Regions from separate parts of the Mus musculus genome. Here regions 1 and 2 are each linked to region 3. Evidence: chromatin contacts called from public Hi-C and HiCAR-type data. All regions are on one chromosome and are shown on one strand. Each heading gives the region's core, a stretch centred on a gene start, on an enhancer-like site or on the middle of the called end of the contact. The rest is flanking DNA. Distances are from core to core; before and after follow the strand shown. Region 1 overlaps Tpm1 (tropomyosin 1, alpha). Region 2 holds the start of Rbpms2 (RNA binding protein with multiple splicing 2). Region 3 holds the start of Fbxl22 (F-box and leucine-rich repeat protein 22).

Region 1 (4,071 bases), core at 1,470-3,969, 520 kb before region 3:
GGTTCTAAGAAAAATGCTGGGGGAAGAGCGTGAGGGATAGCTACAAAGCAGGGTTCAGCTGGACCATGTCAAGAGTCAAAGGAGAGTGTGAGGAAGGGCTGGGGGCAAAGAGAAGGAAGCGGAGATCGAATGGGGTGGGCCTCCGTTAGTTAGGGCAACCTTGTGTGCGGGAGAAACAGGAAAGAACATGGGTTTCCATGGCTTCCCCTGATGCTCCTCCTGCCCTAGTGACTCAGTCCTGCCTCTGCCCATCAGCAGTCATCCTGTGAATGAGTAGAGTCCTCAAGGTTCGGCTCCTGTGTAGAGAACTTAGAATTTGATGCTACAGAAGTCTTTAAAAAAAACAAAAAAACCTACTCAGATTTCTCTGATTTTTCCAACAGCTGCAGTAGCGAGTATATTTACTCTCATAGTAAATGATAATCATTTTATTATATAAGACTATGATAAGAAGGGTACTTTTGAACATGGCCTGGGTATTCTAGAGGAATCCATATAGGTACTTGTCTAATAGTGCTCTTCTTGCAGTAACAGCCCTGGTGCTGGTCAGAGTCTAGCCATATAGGTTAGACTACTTGAGGTACTGGGTATTGGGAGGTGGCCCAGAACTTTGCACTCTGGTGTCAGAAAAGAAAGAACTGGGCTGGGAGTGGGGGAGTTTACAACCACCAATCCCAATGGATTTTCTGTTTTTGTTTTGCTTTTTAGGGTGGTTTTCTGTCCCCACTTCCACCTCCCCCCCTCTTTTTTTTTTTTTAATTTAAAGAATTTTTTTCCTAGAAATGAAACACATACAAGATGAAGAAATTTAACCCAACCCTAAACTATATCCTGAGTGTGTATTAATGTGTGTTAATGTGTATATATTTCCTATTAAAGAGGCTGGAGAAATGGCTCAAGAGTAAAGGCGCTTGCCGCTCTTGTAGAGAACCCGAGTACTGTTCCCAGCACTCACAACCATTCACAATGCCTGACTCCAGTTCTAGACCTGGGACTAACCTCCGTGGGCACTGCAAGCACATATGTGGTACATACTTGTAGACAAAACACTAATACACATACAATTTAAAAATTAGAAATACATTTTTATAAGGAATGCTTTCTCAAAAGGAATTCTCTGCTGTTAAGAAATTGGTTATTTCTCTCTCCCCCAGCCTTCAAGGAAAAGCCGAGTCATTCAGGCCCTTCCCAGCTTGGCCCAGTTATGAGCTGGTTTCTGATAATGACTGACCCCGAGGGCTGGTTCAGTTGTAACTAGCACTCCTCCTCCAAATCATTTCATACTCGCCCTGCTTCCTACCGCAGGCATCCAGTCACTACACTGTAGTTTTTTCTTTGAGATAAATGTGTCTAAAATATTTATGTTTTTTGTTTTTTGGGTTTTTGGTTGGTTGGTTTTTTTTTTGAGACAGGGTTTCTATGTATAGCCCTGGCTGTCCTGGAACTCACTCTGTAGACCAGGCTGGCCTCGATCTCAGAAATCCGCCTGCCTCTGCCTCGTGAGTCCTGGGACTAAAGGTATGCGACACCACGCCCAGCATGTAGTTGTAAAAAATACTGCAGTCCTTCACAGTGGCAGGAGATGCCTGTTCATTGCCCTTCTCCAGATAAAACCACCGAAGATCTAGATGAGCTCGGAACTGAGTGGTCTCATTTCTTGTGACTCAAGGCCTTGACCAGCTTTCTCTAACTGCACGTGCGTTTCCCATTCTCTCATGAGCTTTGAAAGGTTCTGTTGTTTTAATTAGGGTATTTTCAGTTGCTCAGCTCTGTAGACATTTAAGGAGCCTAGACTTCTGTAGAGAGCTGATGATGTCTTGGAGTTTAAGCAACATACAATTCAGCAAAAACAGATACACAGAAAGCCAGTGGCGTGTGGTGTGTCTTGCTATTATTAGAAAATTGACTCCTAAATATCCCAAGGGCTCTTTAGCCTTTGATGAACATAGATTCAGAGTGGATGAGGATAAATAATTGCTACCTAATTACCAAGGGCCACCATCTCTTCCAGGCAGTCTGGGATCAGCCCGTGTAACAGTGAGGCAAGTATTCCCAGCCTCAGAGCAAAAGTACTTATAACAGGAAGCAGTCATGGCCTGCCCAAGAAAGAAACACTTTCATTTAAACCTAAACTCCAAATAAAAACTGTATCTGCATCGCTTTTCTCCTTAGGCCTGTGAAACTTTTCTTGTAGCAACCTTGACTTTTAAGACATTCCAATAAGCTTAGGTCAGAAACCCTTGGGAAATTTATCTTGGCCTTGTTCCAGTAAAGCCAGTTATTTTAGAGAGGTTACTTAAAAGGTGGGGCAAAGGGGAAGTTTCTAGGCTGTATTAGATCTCCATATGGTATATTTTTTTGGTTCATTGGTTTGGTTTGGTTTTGGTGGGTTTTTTGTTTTGTTTTGTTTTTTTGTTTTTTGTTTTTTTGAGGGGTTTTTTTTTTTTGAGGTTTTTGTTGTTGTTGGTTTTTTGGTTTTGTTTCTGTTTTTCTGGTATATGTTTTTTTTTAAACCACTTTATTTTTAAAACATCCAGTTTCATTATAAAGCTCCTTTGAGAACATAACTCGGAGAAAGGACAGCATGCTGAAACTCTGCATTCCAACTTCTGATCACCCTGCTGGTGACTCCGTGGCTGAGTCTGGATAAGACCTGTTGTCTCTCTCCATACCTCCAGCGTCAGTGAGCTGTGAGGAAGTTCCCCTTCGCCCAGCAGCTGAGGGAGCCGTGTGTGCGGGTTGCAGATGGCCCGGCCATCTGCTGAGTGTTGTCTCTATGGTGTATTTCCAATCGTGATGCTCCTGTGTGAGCACTTGGGTTAGGCAGGGCTTGTCAGAACTGGAAGGTAGCTCACACCAGGGCCCAGACTTCCTGTCTGGAAGCAGCACTTCAGCCCTGGCCAGTGTCTGAAGGTACCACCCTCCCTTTCTCCCCAGTTCTGAAGTGTCTTTCACTCTCTGCCTAGGCTGAAGCTGACGTAGCTTCTCTGAACAGACGCATCCAGCTGGTTGAGGAGGAGTTGGATCGTGCTCAGGAGCGTCTGGCCACAGCTCTGCAGAAGCTGGAGGAGGCCGAGAAGGCTGCAGATGAGAGTGAGAGGTAAGACTACACCATGTCGCTCCTGTGTGTGTGTACACGCATGACACACTTACATATGCACACCAAGGAGGTTGGGGAGATGGCTTAGCACTTAGTACTGACTGCTCTTCTAAGGGCACACTCTGAGTCCCAGCCCCCACATGTAGCTCACAGCTGTCCGTAACTCCAGTTCTGGGGTGTCTGATGACTTCTTCTGGCCTCTGTGGTCACCAGGCATACATATGATGATACACAGACATACATACACATAAAAAGATAAAATAATAGATTTACCAAGATGTCTCAGACCTAGGGGGAAAAACCATGGTAATCAAACAGGTAGAAGAAGGACATAGGTAAAACAGATAAGTGATATGCTTTAGATTTTGGGATACAGTTCATCCTGGAGGGCAAATTAGGGTGACAGAAACATGAGGCAGCTGCTCACACTGAGTCCACAGTCTGCCAAGGAATAGCCAGTGCTCAGCTAGCTTTCTCCCTTTTGTTTAGGCAGGGACTCCAGCCTGTGGAATGGTACTGCTCATAGTTAAGAGCAGGTCTCCCCACCCTCACTCACCCAGTCTAGAAGATCCCTGGCTGGCGTGCCCAGAAGTCTTGTTTACTGCTGATTCTGGATCCTGCCAATGATCCGTTTTAACCATCACACTGTACAACTGACCTCACTCATTCTGCAAGGCTTTTTTTCTCTGTACTCGGCCATGCAAGCCACGAAGTGTGACATCATGAGACTAGAGCATTCTGTTGGGTGAGGGGTGGCACAGCAGAATAAACCCAGAACAGTGCAGGCGTGCCTTATTCCTGCTGGGAACTGGGCAGGTGAAGGTCCGTTTCTCCACCACTACTCTGCTCCTTGGTATGCAGAGTCGCTGCAGACTTTGGAGCTAAGGAAGCTTGCTAGCTAAAGTTTTCAGCTTGACATTCACTACCACTTAGTTTTTCTTTACTTGCCAAGAGCTCAAGGGTTCTTTAAG
Region 2 (3,746 bases), core at 249-2,748, 880 kb after region 3:
CCATCGTTTGAGTGAATCATTGCATATAATTCCCTGCCTCCTTGTTCCAGGATCCAAACCTAGATTATCAAGATGTCTCAAGATGTCATGCCACTGGTGCACTGAAGCTGGTAGCAGGCCTCTTGCTGGCCCAGCCCAACAGTGGGTCATTCTGCACCAACTCATTAGCACAACCAGTAAGAAACATCAGGGCCTCTGCGGTTTCTACCCCAGACCAAGGGGAAGGGCCCTAGGGCTGGATAACTGGCCCTTGGTTTCCTGGGCAAAAGTATGCCAGGGCGGGGCAGGAAGGGTCTCTCAGCCCTGGAGTGACACAGCATACGTTAAAGAGCTCCCTAGGAGCCTAGAACCCATAGTAGTTGAGCCGGCCTGCCTAGTTTCCACTCGAAGTTACCTTAAAGGTTTTTTATCCCCCACAAGTACGTCGTCCTCACCAGGCGATAAAACCACGAGCAGTGATGATTCCTTGACGCGGTCTCATAACCTCTTTTTCTGCATAGGGCAGCTGGACAAGATTATGTCACCTCTCCTTGGAAGATCCCACCCTGGCCAGTGTGGGGTACTGGCTTGGCTACTAGGTCAAAGGGCGAGAACAGGGGATACTCAAGGCTTCTAACTTCTCTCTTTTCCGACTTTAATTAAATTGCCGGCTCAACTCTCTGAAGAAGCCCAAGTTCTGAGACAGGGCGAAAAGCCCGCCTGCCCACTGAGACCACAGCTCTAACCTAAGCGCAGGGCAGCCGGCCAGGCCTCCAAGGTCACGGGGAGGGGGCGAGGTGGAAAGGCTGGAGGGTGAGCCAGCTTCCCGCACCCACCGGGATAATCCCTCTCAGCTCCTTACAGTCGGGGCGGAGGTCCAGGCCACCCAGGAGGCGCGCCTCAGGCGAAGCGTAAGCCCCACCGGGCTTGGGGAAGGAGGGCAGCGGGAGTAGGACCTCCGCGGCGCCCCGAGCCCACCACGGGGACGCGCGCCCTCCTCGAGCCCCGGAGGGCGGGGAGACAATGCCGGCCCCGCCGGGCTAGTTCAGGCCGCACGCCTCCGCCCGCTGGACATGGGCTGCTCCTCCCCAGGGCGAAGGGCAGCGGAGGGAAGGCGCCAGGAGCGGTGGCCCGCAGGACCTCGCGCCGCCCGCGGCCCCGCGTGCACCTCACGCGCGCCGGCTCCCGCGGCCGCACACCCACCTCCTCCTCCAGCGGGCTGCCGGTGCCCGCGCCCGTGCAGTGCTCGACGTCCGGCTTCAGGTTGCTCATGGTGAGGGGGGACGCGGAGAGGGAAGCGGGACGCTCTGTCCCGTGGTGGGCAGGGGCACGGCGAGCCGTGCGCCCCCGAGGAGAGTGCGAGCTGGTGAGGAAAGCGGCTGCTGCCGCGTCAGGCTACGGAGAAAGGAAAGGGGGGGGGGATCACATTAAGTTTGGCGGGTGCGGGAGGCGGCCGGAGGGGCAAGGCACCGGGAACCCGAGGGAGCGGAGCCCGTGCGGCCACCGCCTCCGGCTTTTCAGGGCGGCCCGCGAGTGCGCTCGCGGCGGCGGGGGGCGGGCGCCGGAGGAGGGGGCGGGCGCCGGAACCGGCCTCAGCTGGGGCCCGGCCCGCCCCTCCCCCGCCCCGCCCCCGCCCCGCGCGCGGTCTCCGGGGGAACGCGCAGCCAATCCCCGCAGCCCAGTGCGGGCTCGCCCCGGCCCCGGCCCGGTCCCCAGCCCCGGCCCGGGCCGCGACGCTCCGGCCTTTCTGCCTTCCTTGGCTCCGGCGTTTTCCCGACTCCGCTTCCTTGGTCGACCCCCACCCCCTTCTCCCTTTCTCTCCCCGACTCGGCTCCCTTGCACCCCACCGTTCCCTTCTCCCAGACAAGTTTTTTAAACTTTGATGAACTCTCTCAGAGAACTTTTCTTAAAGGAGCCGCGCGGGCTTGGGTGGAGCTTGAGGTGACCCGCACGTTGCATCCCCAGCCAGGGCGAGGGCGGCGGCGGCGGCAGCGGGGCTCCCGGTTTCATGCCCAGATGTGGAGGTGTAGGCTGTCGCGAGCACATCGTTCGCCCCGAATTCCTGTCGGGTCCGGGCCAGCGGTTCTCTTCGCGCGAAGCAGCCGGGGACCGGGTTTTGGGGGTGAAGGCGAGGAAGGGGTAGGGCGGCAAACACCTGATCTTGAGCAAGTCACCGAGAGTTTTTTTTTTTTTTTTTTTTTTGGCTGAGTGACCTTGAGGAAATCACTTCCCCTATCTGGCCAGAGGATTCCAGCCCAGTTGGTGGGGATTAGAATACAAATTCTTTCCTCACTCTCACAACCTCCGTCACCTCAAAAGAGGAGGTGAAGGAAGCCCAATCCTTTTTAACTTCAGGAAGGGGGGGTACCTCGACTAACCTAGAAGGTTCCGTTCGTTACCTCCACCCCGCTTTTAAGACTTCTCACGGCTCGTTCTTTTTCCGCTCCAATTCCGAACCCCAGGGTGGGGGAGGGAAGAGCCGGCTGACGCCTAGGGCGGGGTCGCCTAGACTCCCACCCAGTGGTGGCGGGGGGGGGGGGGGGGGGCGGCCTCAGGGCCGGATTTTCCCCCAGGCCGAATAAATGCTGACCAGGACGTCTCCTGCCAGCAGCCTGTAAAAAACCGGCACCTACCTGAAGTCGCACTGGAAGAGTAGCGGCCCTGACTGCCCTGCGGAGCCGCCAGAGCACTGGGGTTCTTTCGTGCGCCCCTGCCCATGGGTTCCTTTATGTGCACTGAGACATCCCAGCCGCAGTCCCCGATAATCCTTGAGCAGCCATAGCTGAGAGGAGAGCGGATTGGGCTCGGCTCAGGTGTCTCCCGGTGGGATCTACTGCCCCGACTCAAAGCACGGAACTTAAGTCTTGGTAGCGGGATTCGGGGCGTGAGGCCGCGCTCAGAGGCGGTCCAGGTGAAAAAAAGTCTTGGTTTGCAGCCCCCTTACCAGTTAGGAACCTTGACCTTGGGCATTGGCTTAGTCCCTGGGGACTTCCCTGTGCGGACCTGCCAAATAGAGTTAGCTCCATCATGCGTGAGAGCTGTGCTGTGACTCCCTGATAACTTGTCATCTCACGGATAAGTAAATGGAGGTTTTGCCAATGATATGTTCACCCATTTGGGAAGTAATTGTTGAACCCCTACTGTGACCCGGGCCTGTGTACTTGACTATACTTATTTATTGGTAACACAGAATTGCCACTACACACACTAGTGCTAATGCTTGGGTCAGGCCCTGCTTTCTGCAAGAGTCAGGCACTGATAATCCGAGGTTAGGTGCTACACTTTCCCAGAGTTTTAAGGTTCTTCCAGCTTCCAGCATCTCCAGGTGTTTTCAATCTTGTGCGTCCTCAGATACCTCTACCACACTTTCCCCTCCTGCAAATCTTCCTATAAGTCTCGCGAAGTCTTCTTCCTTTGCCAAAGAGGAATTCCCCCTTCTCCCTCCCTCCTTCCCTCCTTTTAGGATCCTGCTGTAGAAGTCTGCTGTAGGGCTGGAGAGATGGCTCAGTGGTTAAGAGCACTGACTGCTCTTCCAATAAATAAATCTGAAGAAGAAGAAGGAGAAGGAGAAGGAGAAGGAGAAGGAGAAGGAGAAGGAGAAGGAGAAGGAGAAGGAGAAGGAGAAGAAGAAGAAGAAGAAGAAGAAGAAGAAGAAGAAGAAGAAGAAGAAGAAGAAGAAGAAGAAGAAGAAGAAAGAAGAAGAAGAAGTCGTCTGCTGTAGCTTTTCCAGGGGAGAAACCCAGTCAGTTTTCTAAACTTAGGTAACC
Region 3 (3,918 bases), core at 473-2,972:
TGGTGGAGAACTCTAAGCTTATCCACTGTATTCTACTCAGTGTGTAGTGGCAGATGATGTAATTAAACCAGTCATATGCGCTGGCCCTGGTTGAGTGTCGTGTGTCACACCTGTGGTACCTGCTCAGATTTATTTCACTTCTTTGGTTTACTTTATATGTTTAACCCATTGTAACCTCTACCGTCCCCTAAACTCTCTCATGGTCCTCCAACTGCTGAAGTCACCTCTTGCCCAGGCTTTGGAAAGGCTCAGGTAGGAACTGTTTCCAGAGCATGGGTCTTCTGACAGCCCCGAGAAGATGCCACAGCACAGGAAAGAGGAGGCACATGTGTGTGTGACTGTCACCACTGGGCAGTAGCCCTCAAGGGAGTGGTGGCCATGCCAAGATCATTGGCCATTAAGACTTAGTAGTCTGTATGATGCCAAGATGTCATTGTGCACGTTACCATTCATTCTGGCTGCAGACGAATCACATCCTAGTCCCGCCTCACCAGCTGGGCTCTTCTGTGGATTGTTTCCAGGCAGAGCAAGCCGGGCAGTGGTGGCGCTCGCCTTTAGTTCCAGCACTCAGGAGGCAGAGGCAGGCGGATTTCTGAGTTCGAGGCCAGCCTGGTCTACAAAGTGAGTTCCAGGACAGCCAGGGATATACAGAGAAACCCTGTCTCAAAAAGCCAAAAAAAAAAAAAAAAAAAAAAAAGAGGAGGAGGAGAGGAAGGAAGAAGAAATGGCAGAGCAACAGCCATCAGGGGCCAGTCTTGTAGCCTACATGGGCAGGAGGAAAGGGGAGTAGTCATTAAGGGGTTCTGTGGAGTTCTTTCAGGGGAAGCTGTAGTAGTCTTAGGTTTCCACCAAGTTGTATGCACTTAGAGCAGCTTCATACTTCCAGATCTGCAGCACAGCTTCCTAAAAAGCAGGGCAGCTGGGGGCTGTGTGCAAGCATTGAAACCCATCAGACTTGCAGTTCACTTCCAGTTATTTACACTTCAATTAAGTGTTCAAAAATAGAAACTGCCCACCCTCACATATTGGGGAATGCTATCTAGGACAGATAATGAAACTCTGCAAATCACCCACGAAAAAGAACACATGCACCAGTCTGTCTGTCTCACACACACGTGCTAGCTTTTAAAATAACATTTCAGATGAATCTTATGACAGTTTAGGGTAAAAATGGAGCCATTTGGGCCTTGCCATTGGGGTTTAAAGATAGCTCATCTTTGCAAGGTAGCCATTAGTGTCCTGAGCTAAAGTACCAAGCATGATCCTCAGATTCCACTCACAGTTTGGGGCATGGTAAAAATGACCTCTTCCTAGCAAGGGTGAGCAGAGGAGCCGCACCGACACACTCTGATACCTAACAGCTAATACTCACTGTCCTGCTAGGAGAAAGGCTGCAAGCCCAGGAAGGGCTGTTGTCGCTAATTACCTCCAATGAAAACACCTTAGTAAAAGCCAAGAGCCCTGTGCTCAACACTTATCAGCTCAGAGGAAAAGAAATCCCTTTTAAGGAAAACTTGTAACTTCAATGGGCTGCTCTTCTGCCAGGACTTTCAGGCCCTCTGAACATAAGCCGAACCACAGATGGCTTCGAGTAAGTCTGGATCCTGACACCCGCCCTCCCCACCCCGAGCTTCAGCACCAGTTGTTGGCCAAAAATAAACACCATTCCTCAACCATATATGTCCACCAGTCCTGATCTGGGGAGGAAGCAGGAGGCAGGTCAGACCCTTTCTGGGCATTCACGTGCGGCCACCACTCACCATGCACATAACCCAGCTCAATCGGGAGTGTCTGCTGTGTCTCTTCTCCTTCCTGGACAAGGACAGCCGGAGGAGCCTCTCCAGGACTTGCTCCCAGCTCCGAGATGTGTTTGAGGACCCCACCCTCTGGCCCCTGCTGCACTTCCATTCTCTCGCAGAGCTCAAGAAAGACAACTTCCGGCTGAGCCCTGCGCTGCGCAGCCTGTCCATCTGTTGGCATTCCAGCCGTGTGCAGGTGTGCAGCATCGAGGACTGGCTCAAGAGCGCCCTCCAGAGGAGCATCTGCAGCCAGCACGAGAGCCTGGTTAATGATTTCCTCCTGCAGGTGTGCAACAGGTAGGCCACCTTGCCCCTGAGCACTGTGGCTTTGTTGGCCCTGGCTCCAGGGAGGGCTGGGAAGCACACATTCCAAGAGCAATATGGCTCAGATTGAGACCAAGGCAGACAACCAGTGCCCAAAGAGTTGGGTTAAATCGGCTCACTCTCAGCTCCTAAAAATGCTGCTGTGGCAAATGAAGTTGAGTTCAGCTGGGTTCAGCGGCTCCTTGGAGCAGCTGTCTTCACTGGCAGCCATTAAGGCCTGGTTGGGTTCAGCTGAGCCTGGATTTTCAAGGTCAGGCTCCCAAAGGCATCAGTTGGCTCAGGCCTCTAATTTGGCCAAAAATAAACACCATTCCTCAAACAAGAATGCAGTTACCGAGGCCTGAGAACTGCTGCTAAGGAAGGAGAGCTAGGGTGCTCAGGTAAGCTGAAGCAAAGCCTATGCAAAGTAGCAGTGAGCGTCTCCTCTGGGGAACACACTTGTCCTGCACAGCACTCAGGGATGGATTTCAACTGTCAGGGCATAAGGGATACTCTGAGACATAGTGTGCTGTGCCAGTGTAGGACTGCCAGATCTTAGCAAGTAAGATACACACCACCCAGTTATATTTGAATTTGAGATAAACCGTAATAGGGGATGCCCTGAAAAATCCCCTATTTGATCTTTTGATGCCACACATCCCTCCCTCCTCCCCCCAATCCCTTGCACAGGCTGAGCCACAAAATGGGTCAGTCACACCTTCCTGTGCAGGGAAGCTATGGCCAACATGGCTGTGCCAGCTGCTGAGGAGAAAGAGCTCCCTGCTAGCTAAGAAGCATGGGTGGTTGCTAGCTGCTGCCATCTAGGGTTAGTACCACTGTGGGCTGGCCTCACCACAGAAAGTAATTACAGGGGCCTGCCTTTCACTTGTTCTCTTCCCAAGTTGGATTTGGGCTTGGCTCTGACAAGACCAGGCAAGGCCATTTTGATGGGTTTCACTAGGCTGCAAGGTTATGGGCAGAGTGTGTGTGTGTTTGTGTGTTACAATCCCACAGTGGTTCATTCTTGCTGGAAGATAACCAGGTTTAATCCCTGAAACCAGCAAGATTCGATTTTTACAGGATCTGCTAAGCACCTGTCCCCAGTGTCAAAGAAAGTGCAAAGGTATTGAGTTTCCAGTTCTGATATTGTATAACTGACCTCAGACCAAATGTTTAAACGCCCACCTCATACCTTTCTCTGCAAAATGAGAAAATCTGTATCACAGGACCAGAGGATGGAGTGACAGTAATTTGAGAAAGGTAAAATGAGCTGGGGGTGTAAGAGAGTCAGCTGTTCTGAATTCTTCTGCCTTAGTTGGGTTTCAGTCTAAACCTTAAGGCCAGATCAGGCAATATGCTGAGGGCTTAAATGCACCTTCATAACCATCACGAGTAACTTGCCAAGTCACTTGAGCCACCGGGAGCCAGTCTCCTCATTCACAAAACTGGTGTAGTAGGTGTAGCGTGCATGATGAGGGAGGCATGGGCTCGGCGTGTGAAATGGTACCAAGTCCAGCACACTTTAAATTTAAACCTTCCCAGGCACAAGGGAGATGAGCTGCCCCAGCTAGGTGCAGGCAAGGCACTAAGCGGAGGGTGGTGTGGAAAGGAACCCGACCCTCCAATCCACATTCAGCTCCTCGACCACAGGGCCCAGGCCCACTGGAGGCTCCGCCCAAGGAGGAAGCCACGTGACCATCCTGGGCTCTAGGAAAGTGGGTTGTGCCAGTAGTGGGCTCTGCTCACCCGAACCTCAGTCCTCACAGGTGCATGGCTACACACTGCCCAACTCTTCTACCATACAGAAGTCAACTTT

The links. A called contact is a pair of places that touch in the nucleus more often than the background predicts. HiCAR-type assays count read pairs that join an accessible place to other places.
Region 1: a Hi-C map of the G1E-ER4 cell line shows a contact between it and region 3, with 2.5 times the contacts expected there. The contact joins the enhancer-like site here to the promoter of Fbxl22 in region 3. A contact is called at or near these places in 7 of 39 promoter capture datasets (the C10 cell line, embryonic stem cells, hematopoietic stem and progenitor cells and 3 more), 11 of 484 Hi-C or Micro-C datasets (CD4 T cells, CD8 T cells, the G1E-ER4 cell line and 4 more) and 6 of 115 datasets of contacts at active chromatin or transcription factors (embryonic forebrain, embryonic stem cells, forebrain and 3 more).
Region 2: a contact with region 3 is called in a HiCAR-type map of astrocytes, with 2.0 times the contacts expected there. The contact joins the promoter of Rbpms2 here to the promoter of Fbxl22 in region 3. A contact is called at or near these places in 1 of 39 promoter capture datasets (liver) and 1 of 115 datasets of contacts at active chromatin or transcription factors (astrocytes).

The regions. Positions count from the first base shown.
Region 1 is chr9:67,035,024-67,039,094 of GRCm38.p6, reverse strand. Tpm1 (tropomyosin 1, alpha) reads left to right here. Exons shown (of 10, transcript NM_001164248.1): 3 at 2,967-3,100. Among named protein-coding and RNA genes, the nearest start is that of Tpm1, 12 kb to the left of the region's middle. Within about 2 kb of position 2,719, at least 92 of the 459 cell types and tissues checked have an H3K27ac peak or open chromatin away from gene starts, as enhancers often do. A contact at or near this core is called in the G1E-ER4 cell line, cerebral cortex, forebrain and 2 more, where this site is marked.
Region 2 is chr9:65,628,334-65,632,079 of GRCm38.p6, reverse strand. It overlaps Rbpms2 (RNA binding protein with multiple splicing 2), which reads right to left and starts at 1,498. Exons shown (of 8, transcript NM_028030.3): 1 at 1,183-1,498. The coding sequence starts at 1,251.
Region 3 is chr9:66,512,397-66,516,314 of GRCm38.p6, reverse strand. Fbxl22 (F-box and leucine-rich repeat protein 22) reads left to right here and starts at 1,722. Exons shown (of 2, transcript NM_175206.4): 1 at 1,722-2,096. The coding sequence starts at 1,762. Usp3 (ubiquitin specific peptidase 3) reads left to right here. Exons shown (of 15, transcript NM_144937.4): 15 at 1-1,676.